3 separate regions of the Zea mays genome follow, and regions 1 and 3 are each linked to region 2. Evidence: chromatin contacts called from public Hi-C and HiChIP or PLAC-seq data. All regions are on one chromosome and are shown on one strand. The core of a region is the stretch at or near the end of the contact, and the rest is flanking DNA. Distances in the headings are between cores, read along the strand shown. Region 1 holds the start of LOC103643968 (STS14 protein). Region 2 holds the start of LOC100281671 (homeodomain protein JUBEL1). Region 3 has its middle 61 kb from the start of LOC118476171.

Region 1 (3,890 bases), core at 1,125-3,624, 210 kb after region 2:
GTACAAGCTGGTCGAGAGCGGGAGTGAATCCCAAGTATCTGTGAGTGAATGAGGCAATTGCCAATATCAAAAGTGGAGAGCAAAACGGTGAAGTGTAGTCCTCCATCCCCTGAGAAAAAAGAAAGAGCTTTTGACAGAGAATTTGTTCGGCTGGTCGATTGTTCAGTCGTACGGTTGTAGCTCTATAACTAGAAAACATTGTAGCTTGAACTAAAAGGTTACAACCTGTTGGGGTCTTCTTATTCCGAAGGTCCTCAACACACCAAAACAATAGTTATTTCTGGTCTATTTCTAAGTATTACATGTACTCTTAGCAAAAGCATCTTCGGATAAATCGGTTACGGACGAAGGTACAATCTTGAGGATAGTGTCATAAAGGGGCAAAGGACGAAGCTGAAGGAAGCTGAAGCAAGTCTTCTAGAGTTAGTTCGCCGAAATGACAGAAGGAAAAGACACTTTTATCTTTGCCATGCTAAGGGGGTGTTTGGTTTGCCCCTGCTAAAATTTAGCCCCTATCACATCGAATGTTTGAACCTCCGTTCGGGGTATTAAATGTAGTCGGATTATAAAACTAATTTCTCAGCCGAAGATTAAAAAGTGAGACGAATCTAGTACAGTTGGTTGGGTCTATATTTCATACTCCTATTTGAAAGTCAAACGCTTGATGTGACCCGGGCTAAACTTTAGTCCACAGAACCAAACACCCCCTAAATAGTTCAAATGTATAGATTTAAGGGTATAAATGTAATTTTACCAAAGTTGTACTCTGCGTCTATAAATAGAGGAACAGTGATATACATTTCGATATCTGCTGATCGGAGAAATAGCAGATAGCTCTCATCTACGAAGTTGTTATCCTTACTCCGAAAATATAAATGTAATCTATAATTTAATACTGAAAAAAAACGATGGAAATAAGCACTGTTTTACATGATATATTTGATGTTCGTATTTACATTCTCCAAATTACTGTTTTATTTACTATCGTCCTTATTAATTGCCGTCACACCTTCATTGTGTTGCTTTTTTTTTGATACACGAACCCGAAGGAGTCAAACATTCCAACAGCCGCAGCAAAAAAAAAAAAAAAAAAAAAAAAAAAAACCAGCGAACATCGTCAGAGCTCTTAGCTAAATACTCTTTCTAGCAAATCCCATGTGGTGTACTATACATTTTTTCTAAAAAGTTTAAGTACTATATGCGATGAATCAAGATTCAAGAGAGCCAACACGCATCCACAGGCCACAGAAGAGTCCACGAGGATGAAGCATCACATCACAGCTCACAGGCGTTTTACCCGGCAACAAAAGCTGATACACCAAACCAAAGCAGTTGTCAACAACACCAAGAACACCACCGGATCACACCACAAAACAGCCTTTCCGTGACCGAACTAGAGAAGACTGATGAACCTACGTACTCCGCTGCCGCCGGCGGCGGCAGTTGGGCTCCGTCGCTACGACCTGATGACCTCAGCTAGCTAGTAGGGGCTCTGGCCCTGCACGTTGCCGTGCGGGTTGTACAGGCAGAGCGTGAGCGTGGCGCCCGTGGCGCAGCTGGCCTGCGCGCACCCGACCTCGGCGGTGTTGCGCCACACCACCTGCGTGTACGTGCCGCACTGCCGCCCCGCGGCGCACGTGTTGTTGGCGTGGGTGTAGTACCGCCCCTCCGCCACCCACAGCGCCACCACCTCGGCGGGGCGCGCGCGGTAGCTCGCCCACCCCTGGTTCGCGCCGTAGGGGCTGGCCCCCACGTCCGCGAACGCGCACCCGCCCTGCCGCCGCTGCTGCGCCACCGTCCCCGCGGCCGCCGAAGCCAGGCCCGCGTTCCACCGCAGCGGGGCCACGCCCACCGCCGCGCGCGCCTGGTTGTGCGGCGCCAGGTACTCGTCCGCCGTCGCGTTGCTGCCGCTGCCGGTGCCACCCTGCTGCGCCTTGGTCACCGCGCCCGCGCCGCCCGGCATGAGGACGCGCGCGCCGTGGGTCGGCGCCGGCGCGGCGCAGAGCGCGAGGAGGGTGGCGAGGAGCAAGCACGCCGTGGCCATGGGCGCGGGGAGCAGGAGGAGGTGGTGGTGGCTGCGCGAGTGCGCCATTGAGATCTGGAGTTGGTGATCTGAGTAAATGGCTCAGTGAATGAGCGTCGAGTGCGTGCGAGTGTGCGCGCGGGACTGTTCGATGCGTTGTCGATAGCGAGTTAAGAAGAGAGCCCGGCAGATGGCGACGGCAGACCGCGGCCGCGTGCAGCGCGGCCGATAGCATTGTACTTGGTGCCGGCTCCGGCTGCCCCGTTGGCTCCGATCCATCCATCGATCTCGCAACTTGCACTGGCACGCGGGACCTGGCGAGATCCAGGGGTTGTTGGCGCGTGTCAGTGCCGATCTCCATGGCTCGTTGCCTCGTCTCGTGGATGCGATTTTCCTGTCCCTGAAGAGATCCGGATGGACACAGTTTTTGTTGTGAAGTTTGGACGTATCTTTTTCGTTTTTTTATAAAAAAAAATGAAGAAGGTACAAATTTGGACACAGGTGGGAGTCTGAGACGCCGCGGCCGCGCAAGCGTGACTGCGTGAGGCCGGCCGTCAGGGATGGGAATGGGCCGACTCCTGTGACCTTAGGTTAATTTTATGGATCATGCGTCGATTAGTTTCACTGAGCTAATGGATAGTGTAGATCGGTATTAGTAATATTTTTTATGCTATTATGGTATATGAATACTAGCAACGCTTTCAGAAAAGATTAGATAACGGATTGCTATCCACTTTTTAATGCTAGACTCCGTTTCAAGACTTACTGGGTTCGGTTGCAGCATAGACACGTTTACTATTATTCTTTCGTCTACTATGGCTTGTTCGGTTACACTAATCTAGAAAAGTATTAAATCGTCTCCTGGTCACTAGAAATAGATTTAATTCCCTCCCATCTCCTTCTAAATTGACGTAACCGAAGTAGACTTAGACCACGTTGTTTCGTTGGAATTTAATTTCATTTTAATAATTATAATTTAGATAAAACTAATTAAGTTAATATACTTGTATTTTATTCTAAATCATATGAAAAAAGATAGTTATACATTACATTTATGTTATAGAGAAGCAAGTAGAAGATTAGAAAAGTGTGTTATAAGTTGTACCTTAGAAAAGTAGCATGTAAATCTATAGAATCAATTTTCATCTCCTACCCTATAAATTTGAGATAAGCTTATATATAAAGTTTGAAAAGTTATTGAATGTCATGTTCTAAAAAATAGCCTACTCCATTTCCAATTCCTCGAAAATGAACGTAAACAAACGGGCCTTAAAGAATTCCTAAGACCGTTTCTAACAAAATCGTGAGCCATGGACATTAAGGGATTGTTTGACAGAGCTTCACTCTATGATTCTATAGCTTCAAGTGTTGATTCTCTAATAGATTGATTCCGAGTGATTCTCTAGCAGAAGTGAATCTATTTGACGAAAATCGTTTGGCAAATAAGTTGTGCAGTGATTCCTGAGAGGTTAGAGAGTAGGGTGCAGTTTGGGAGCGGTGAGAAACAAGTTTTTTTTGTCTCACACTTTATAGTACAAAATAGAGACTGAATTCAATCCACTTCCACCATAGAGTAATTCAGATTTTTTTACTAATTAATTCTGCAGAAGTGATTCTCGCTAGGAGCGAAGCTATGTCAAACACCCGTAATAAGTTCCAGGCCTAGCCTCGAACCGCTGGACCAGCGGTCTTCATGAATCCCATCCCATCAGCCACCAGAACGTTATCGTCAAGTCCACTGAATAGGAATGAGTCTTTTTTTTTCTCCCGTTTATTTACAGGTCTCAAAATAATAACATGAACTAAAGCCATGATACATCGTGTGTTTTCTTTATCTGAAAGTAGAATTTGTGGCTTTCAGCTTACT
Region 2 (4,090 bases), core at 515-3,014:
GGGTGTACTTGGAGTTGCGCAGCACGCCCGCGACGCCGGCGGGGCCGTAGCCGACGTGCAGCTGCTGCCCCAGCGCGCCGACCTGGCCGTGCAATGCCATCGGCAGCTGCTGCTGCTGCTGCTGCTGCTGGCGGTTGAAGTAGAGCACGCCGTCCCGGACCCTCAGCTCCTCGGCCTGCTTCGCCATCTCCAGCTGCTGCAGCGACGGCGACAGCGACAGGGACAGCCCCTGGCCTTCCACGACGCCGGTCCCGGCGCCGCCGCCAAACGGGGCCCCGGCGTTTCCGAACGCCTGGAACGCCGCCTCGTGGTGCTGGACCTGGACGTCCGACGGCGACGGCGGCGACGATCTGGACTGCTGCTGCTGCTGCGGGTTCATCAGGAAGAGCTGCATCGCGGCGGCCGGGTCGGTGGCCAGCCCAGCCATGCTGCCCTGCTGCTTCGGGGACGACGTTTCACCTAACGACCCCATGTTGGCCCCACCACCGAGGACCAAGCCAGCAGCACGACCCGCCGCGCCGGCCCCGACGAACCAACCGCCGTCGCCGGACAAGCCAGCCACCACCCCTCCGGGCCCCTGCTGCTGCTGCTGCCGTAGCCCCCCGAAGCGGTAGTTGGCGCCCATCTGGCTGGCCAGCAGCTCGGTGGCGGAGGGCCCCGACGGCGGCGCGGGGAAGTTGAACATCTCGGAGAGCATGTTGGAGGCCCCAGCTGCGGCCGCCGCGTGCTCGTACATGGACCCGGGCCCGCCATGCTCGTCGCCCTCGATGGGGAGCAGGCCGTGGCCGCCGCCGGCGGCCGGGTCGAACCCCTGCACCCTCAGCTTGTCGCGGCGGCTCTGCTGCGCCACGTGCTGCTGCTGCTGATGATGGTCCTGGTGGCCGGAGTCGTCCGGGCGGTCGAAGCCATCCGAGGAGTAGCCGTAGACGCCGGCGCTGCCCTGGTGGAATCCCTGCGAGTGGGACATAGAAGCCGCGGTAGCCGCCCTGGTGGCGGCGGCGGCGGAGATCGCTGCGATGTTGATCTTGGTGCGTTGGCTCACGTACGTGGTGGTCTCGTACGGTGGCGCCGCTACGCCCATGCCGGCGGCGCCACTGTCATCATCATCGGCGGGATCCCGGCCACGACCTCCTTCCTGCGAAGCTCATGAGCAGCAGCAGCACCATCGTAATAAGCACCGGCCAGGCGGGGAAAACGAATATAGAATCCAAATTAAGAAGACGATGAACCGAATTGCACTCTCCCAAAGCAAAGAAATCGAAAAATAAAGGAACTCTCCAACTAGCTAGCTTTGCATGTATACGAAGAAACAAAAAAGAACCGATCGATCGACCGGGCAACCAAAGCTGAACGAAGGAACGAAGCATGCAGGATAGTGAGGAGGAGCTAGCTCCCGGCGCTGCTGCTTACCTTAGCCTAAGAGGAACTAGCTACCACATCGTTATCTGGGTGCGGGAGTAGTGAAAGGCCTGCCTCCGAGTCCAGCCGCTCCTCTCCATCTCTGTCTCTCTCTCCTTGTCTCCCGAAATTTCTTTATCCCTCAATCCCTCTCCTCCCTCCTGTGCTGCGTGCGTGTGACTAACTATATATTTTTTTTGCCCCCTCCCCTCCTTGTCCGGTCGGGTCGGGCGGCGGCCGAGCACGCAGACGCAGCCTTGTGCGATCGATCGCCTTCCGATTCCGAGAGAGGGGGACGGCGAGGAGCGCGACGACGCGCAAAGGGGAGGGCGAGGCAAGCAGCTGGCTCTAGCTAGGCTATAGTAGTAGCGCGTAGGGCGGGTGGCCGGTTGGTATATAAAAAAACCGAGCTCCTTTTCCCCTCCCTAGCTCTCCTCCTGCCGCCGTGACTGCTGCTGCAGATATTGGAGTTGGACGGGGGCGTGCTCAGTCCAGAGGGGGGGAGGAGGAAAGGAAGACGTCGCTGTCCCTGGCCTCGCTAGCTCTCCCTCTCCATTCCTCCTTTGGGGATCCCTCTTTTTTCTTTTATGCCCTCGCTTGTACCGCGTTTAATAATCGGGCGTCGTTGTTGTGTTGTGGTTAAGTTATTGTTGCTGGTGCTGGTGATGTCGTACGCTTGTTTTCATTTGTCCCCCCCACCCATCCACTCTAGCTCTCTCTCTCCTTTTCATGGCTCTTTTGTTTTCTATCCTCGAATGACTTTACAGCTGATTTTTAGCAAGAGACTAGCTGCAGCTAGCCGCTATATATGGGTACTTCTCAACATGCAACAATTCGAGCGAGCGCCTAGCTAGTACATGTACACACACCGTACCGGCAGCCGACCAACTATCTCGCTCCCCTCGCTCGCTGTGCGAGCTAGATACAAGGTGGAATGGAAGATGATGTTGATCATGTCGAGTATTATCCAGCAGGGAGGCAGAGGGGAGGAAAAAAACAGATGGAAAGCAAGTAAAGGGGGCAGGGTCGTCTGATGGGAAAAGAAAGCGATGAGGAGGCGTCCCTCTCTGCGTCTTTCCATCTTTTCTTTTTCATTTCGAAATTGACCAGCACTCGGGGACGCCCCTGCAGCCGAGGCGCGCGAGGAGGAAATAATCCACCCCGGCAGATCAAATTATCTTTTTTTTATGCAAAAAATATATAAAAAAGATAAGCAAAACTTTCCGTGTGCTATGCTAGCTAGCTCCTCCGATCCAACCAACGCCATATGTTTACGTCCTCGCCTTTATTGCGAAACCGAGAAAATGATAAAAAAAAATCTCGGCCCGGCCGGTGGTGGGTGCGACGAATCTCCTATGCTTTATTTTTTTCCCCGCCTGCTTTCTGATGAAACATTTAATTAAATGGAGAAAGGAAAACGAAAGCGGGATTGCTGTTGCGCTTGCGCCGCTGCAGATTCGTCTCAACCACGCGGGCGCGCGTGCGGCTGTGGTGTGCGAGAGCGTCGCTAAGGGTCTGTTTGGTTGGGCTGTGGCTGTGAAAAAAGTTGCTGTGGGCTGTGAGCTGTGGAAAAAGCTGCTGTAGGCTGTAAGTTGTTAAAAAGCTAAAAACCGTTTGATGGAAACCACTAAAAGTCGTTAAAAATTCTTCGATATATGTTTTCATAGTTCCATCCGAAAAGCCACTAAAAGCAGGTCCAGAGGTGCTTTCAGATTTGCACTACGAGAAAGTCGGCTTTTAGAAAAAGCTGCTTCCTGGATCCAGCCCTTTGGTTGGCTTTTGGTTTTTAGAGAAACAAAAGCCAAAGCCAAAAGTCAAACCAAACACACCCTAAACCTGACGACGCTACTACTGCGCGCGTGTGTGCTGTGCAGGCCTAATCAATCCGTCCCCAACCGCTAATAATCCAACCGGCCGGCTTCGCCCTTTTTTATTAATTTTTTCCTTGCTGATGATCCTGGCCGTACGTTGACCTGCTCGGCGTTCGGCACGTCCAGGCCCTTTTTCTAGGCTTTCTTGCTGTAGCGTTTAGCGCGCAGTGATGGTGGGGTTTTAAGAGAGGCGGTTGAGGGGATAGATAGCTCGGTGCATGCGTCGCGCGCGTTTCTCCGGCCATGCGGGCAGTCTGCATGGTCGTCTTGACTTTTCTGTCTAATCCGCCTGAGCTAGCGGGGTCGGAAGAGAGACAGATGATGAGGAGGAGAGGATGAGGCCGGCGCCGGTGATCGAGCTAGCCTCAGCCGCGGCGCCGCACCACCGTACAGGATCGGAGTACAGACGCGCCAGAGAGCTAGCTCTTGTTAGCTTCGAGCGTGCTAGCTGTACGTGCGAGTGACGCTCTTTTTTTTTGGGGGGGTTAAATTCGGTCGTCTCCATCTTTATCGTCGGCGAGCCGGGGCCGTCGGACGGGGATCGGGCGGTGGGCGGAGCGGTGGTCCAGGCGCGCGATAGCGGCCACGGGCGGGGCTTGTCGGCCGCTGGGAGCGGAGCGGTGCGGAGGGGAGGGGGATTGCCGTCTCGATCAATTATTGGGCCCTTGTGATTTGGACTCGGCACCAACTCAATCCTAGTCTCACACAGTGATCATGTGTTATCTAACTGTGGGCCCCCCGCGCGCGGGAAAAAAAAGGTGCTTGGCTTCAGGCTATACGTACGTACCGACAGCACTCGAGAGCAAGCCATTCATGAACTA
Region 3 (4,184 bases), core at 1,127-3,626, 140 kb after region 2:
AATGTATATCATAAACAAATATTCAGTCATTCGAGAATTACTATTCAATGTTAACTTTAGTCATTCTAGATCGAGGACGGGAGGCGGTTGTTGTTGGTGGGGGCAGGGGTCGGTATATATGCCGAGGGGTTAATCATCGGGGGTGGTGGGAGGCACTGACGTGGGTGGGAAACGACAGAGAGGGATTAATGGGGGTGTGGCTAAGAAAGGAGAATTCGAGACATCATGGACGGGGTGAGAGTATCCGTTGGGGATGTATCGGTTGCTAACTCTAAATCAAAGTGACTTACAAATTAAAACGAAGAGTATTACACTCTCCCTATAAAAAAAATTGCCATTCTAGCTTTTTACTAAGTCAATGAACTATATCAACTACATAAAGTGTACGTGTGTTACACTAAATAATTATAAGTAAAGTACTTAACAAGAAATATATTTCTCGTGACATATCTATTTGGAATCATAGGTGTTCAAAGCATTTTCTACAAACTAAGTTAAGTTTAAGCGAAGTTTGATTTGAATCCAAACCCAACCCAAAAGCAGTGACTTATATTATATTCAGTTGACGGCCGATCGACCGGGCGGCGGGCCGGGGCGCGCGTGAGTGACTAGTAGCTAGGTCCACCTCCACGCAGAATCTAGGCCACAGAATGGTTCCACACACCGATCCCCACTGTTTTTGTTCCCACCCCCATGCAAGCAGCAAGATATTATTCTCCACCCGACGACTGAGCCGTTAGCCGTAGAGTACCGCCAAGCTGGTATGCAAGCCTTTCGTGTGTAGTTCTATTCATCGGCGTAATCGATGGATAGGTGACTACTGTGTCTCTCTATGCCATTCCCATGCGAAATATATGAATATAGGCATGCAAGAGCATGTTACGTGGAAATCAACTAAACTGATTGGTCTAAACCATACAGATCAACACCGAGATATATGGAAGGGTCTTTTTTTTAAAAAAAAAATATCTAGAATAATAGGTGAAATTGTTATTTTGAAATACGATATATTGTTTTAAAAAAACATTTCCATGTTCATTCATGTATTGATGTGTATTAATAAATTAGTTTACACGTGATATAACTCTAGGACTACTCTAGACGTCGTCTGACGTCTGTGAGAAAATAAAACATTTCCAGTAGTATATATATACAGTATCTATGACGTGGACGCCCACACTGATGTCGTTTACATTGCTGCCGAACTTTTAACGGCGACGACGACATCTGACGTCTGTGAGAAAATAAACACAGTGCAATCGAGTGAGTAGCAGAAGGCAGGTGGCCAGGTCCTGATTCCTGAACGGGTGCCGCAGCTCGCAGGCACAATCATGAATCCATAATGACACAGGGGAGGGGTCATCATATCATGCGGGGAAAGAATATTATTACACTGCTGCTGCTGCCGCCGCTATACTCTACTATACTAGGTTTTTTTGAAAAAGGGAGTACAAGTAGCTAGTATGACCTTAGCCAGCCCATCATGCGAGGCTGGGAGAGGGAACTGTAGCGTGTAAAGCAGAGCTGTGAGTAGTCAATTCAATTCCATGGGCGATGGATGGATCGAGTATATATGCATGGTATTGGTAGGGCAGCGGCCGGAGCGTATAGGAGGGAGGCATGCATGCCGCCACCGCAAGAGGGGTGTGTGTGTGTGTGGTGGGGGAGGGCCGGCGGGCGGGACGACGCTGGCAGTGTGGGCAACAGTGTGTGCGGCGCTGATCGATACGACGAACAACCTGTGCACATCTGGAGCTGGTGGCCTGGACCTGGAGCAGGCAGACGACAGGCGGTACCAGATCCCATGCCATGCATCCCGCCCGGCCCAATCACTGTGGTGATTATTTGCAACTGGCGGCCATGCATGGCACCTGCATGCCCAACATCTTTCTCCAGTTAGTCACTTTCTCCGCGCGCCCTTAGAGTCAGTGGCGAGTCCTTTTAAGGCACTATACTATACTACACGACCCACGCCACGCTGCTAGTACTAGTAGGGCTTGTTGCTGAATGGTACGACGCCGCGGCCGGCCCTCCTGGCCATCATGCATATATTTCCTCTTCTGGGTTCTCTCTCTAACTGCGCATGGCACGATAATATCTACTATCCTAACCTACTAGTAATAATATTACACGTACAGGAGAAAACAATTAAGGCTCTCTCTCTCTCTCTGTGTGTTATCTCCCTGTCAGCTGGCTGTCCCTTTCCCTCTCTCCTGCGCCACAGGGGAAAAACGGAGAATACTAAAGATAAGAAAGCGACGTGTGTAGAGAGCGAGCGAGAAAGGGGGGAAGAAGATGGGCGTTGGGAGATGCCCACAACAACGACACCCACACTCTCGCGCAAGCCCCAACCAAGCGGAGGAGGCTAGGAGGGGGAAGAATCGCCGGTGCAACAACTTGCCGCCCGTGGTAGGCCATGCCCGGCAGGCCCATAACCACACTGCAGCTGGTCATAATAAATCAATAAAGCCGACAGCATTTCGCTAGCTGCCGTTGGCATCCGCCGCTACCCGCGCCCACGTACGTGGCCCGCTCTGCCGCCATATATATACCTAGTGTTGCGTGTTAATTTGTGTTCACTGCGTTTGAATAATTTCATCAGGAGAACTCTAGCTAGCTTGCTAGTGTGTATCATGTTGATTATTCGATCGTGTATATATATCCTAGTGTCGTGTATTAAGCTGTGTCAGCACCAGCATGCGGCAGGCCAGTGGTATGTAAGAGAGAATCGAGAAGCTAGCTAGATGGAGTTATTATATAAGGAGGAGAAGTGGATGGAAGCAGAAGCAGAAGCACAACCACAAGCTCCGCTGGGCGTGGCCGGCCAGAGGGGCTTGTCACAGGAGATCTTCTGGTTGTTGGTGTGATTCTGGTTGGTTCATTTACCGGGGGGGACCAGGGGCGGGCGGGCGGGCGCGTAGCTAGCTTGGAGTTGAGGGCATCTGGTCCCAAAGAGATGACGGACAACTGCTTTGAGCTGTGCTTGCAGCTAAAACCCACCACAATACTCTTCCTCCACCATTGCACGGGGACCGCGCGCGCCCCGCCCGGCCCGGCCCGTCCCCTACGTACACCATCACGCGTACAGCAGCCGCCGACCGACCGGGTCCACTCACGAGTACATACATATATACACACGCACCGCACGCACGGTATATATACGCTTATTGCTCGTCGTATATATAATTATATATGCATGTCTTACCGGTGTCTTATCAGCGTGAATACACATACGTATGTAAAATAACGCTGGCTCTGTAGGAACGACCTACGTGCGTACGTGGCATGTGACAAGCCCAGCTGGTGTTCCATATGTTAGTTTCTCATCGCCGGCCGATCAGCCGCTGTGTGGGCTCTTGGGTATAGTGGGCCTGGATTGTAGTAGTAGCATGGGGGCCCTAGCCTGGCGGCTTTTGTGCAGTGCAGCGGCCAGCAGCATCCATCATAGAGATCCCACGCAGGCCCATCCATCTGCTAGTAGCTCTGTGCCCCCCCATGGCCATGAGTGAGAGATAACAAGCTAAGCTATCACGATTATTCACACCTCGGCCACTGCTACTGTGCACGCGAGCGACACGTTAGTATCCGGTGGTGTGGTAAAGAAATTAAATAGTAGGAGCGGCACACCATCTGCTGAGAATAAGTAGGCCGGATTCAAAGCCCGCATATATAATGGTGCATGCGTGGATCGGGTGGCCGTTAAGGGGTTAAATCATTTTTATTTATTTACAAAAGAAAAGAAAAAAAAATGAAACGAGCCTCTGGTAACGGCGGTAGGTGAATTCGTTCTCTCAGTATATAGTCACACGCAGAGGAGGTGAGAGCTCGTCGCTCTTCACAGTTGGAGTACTGTGTACTAGCAAGCAGAGAATCTGCCCGCCCCGCCTGCCGCCGCTACGTACGTAGTATAGAGTGACAAAACGGATGCAGCAGTGGGCGCATACGTACAGGTACATACAGTTGCCTTGCCTGACAGACAGTGGCAGCAGCAGCAGCAGGGGGCTACTGGGTTACGTTCTCGTGGTCTAGTAGGTATCCCTGCTGTGCCTGTGCTGTCCTTCAGTTCCGGCCGCGTACGAGTAGATGGATCACATGCGCGCCACGACAGAAGCCCCGCTGCATCGCATGCCGATTGCCGATGGATGAATCACGAACCGATGATGATCCCTGACCCAGCCAGGACG

The links. Hi-C and Micro-C count contacts between places; a contact is called where the count stands out from the background. HiChIP or PLAC-seq counts read pairs in DNA pulled down with a chosen protein or histone mark.
Region 1: a Hi-C map of tassel shows a contact between it and region 2, with 3 times the contacts expected there. The contact joins the promoter of LOC103643968 here to the promoter of LOC100281671 in region 2. A contact is called at or near these places in 5 of 25 Hi-C or Micro-C datasets (bundle sheath, ear, endosperm and 2 more).
Region 3: a contact with region 2 is called in an H3K4me3 HiChIP or PLAC-seq map of leaf, with 8 times the contacts expected there. The contact joins the enhancer-like site here to the promoter of LOC100281671 in region 2. A contact is called at or near these places in 18 of 25 Hi-C or Micro-C datasets (bundle sheath, ear, leaf and 5 more) and 2 of 3 datasets of contacts at active chromatin or transcription factors (leaf and seedling).

Annotation. Positions count from the first base shown.
Region 1 is chr1:279,866,384-279,870,273 of Zm-B73-REFERENCE-NAM-5.0, forward strand. It overlaps LOC103643968 (STS14 protein), which reads right to left and starts at 2,375. Exons shown (of 1, transcript XM_008667138.4): 1 at 1,250-2,375. The coding sequence starts at 2,092. The coding sequence ends at 1,481. LOC118476171 (a long non-coding RNA gene) reads left to right here. Exons shown (of 2, transcript XR_004855593.1): 2 at 1-807.
Region 2 is chr1:279,659,284-279,663,373 of Zm-B73-REFERENCE-NAM-5.0, forward strand. LOC100281671 (homeodomain protein JUBEL1) reads right to left here and starts at 1,765. Exons shown (of 5, transcript NM_001154591.2): 1 at 1,411-1,765; 2 at 1-1,135. The coding sequence starts at 1,081.
Region 3 is chr1:279,798,160-279,802,343 of Zm-B73-REFERENCE-NAM-5.0, forward strand. No RefSeq gene overlaps it. Among protein-coding and RNA genes, the nearest start is that of LOC118476171, 61 kb to the right of the region's middle. Within about 2 kb of position 2,377, at least 18 of the 20 cell types and tissues checked have an H3K27ac peak or open chromatin away from gene starts, as enhancers often do. A contact at or near this core is called in bundle sheath, ear, leaf and 3 more, where this site is marked.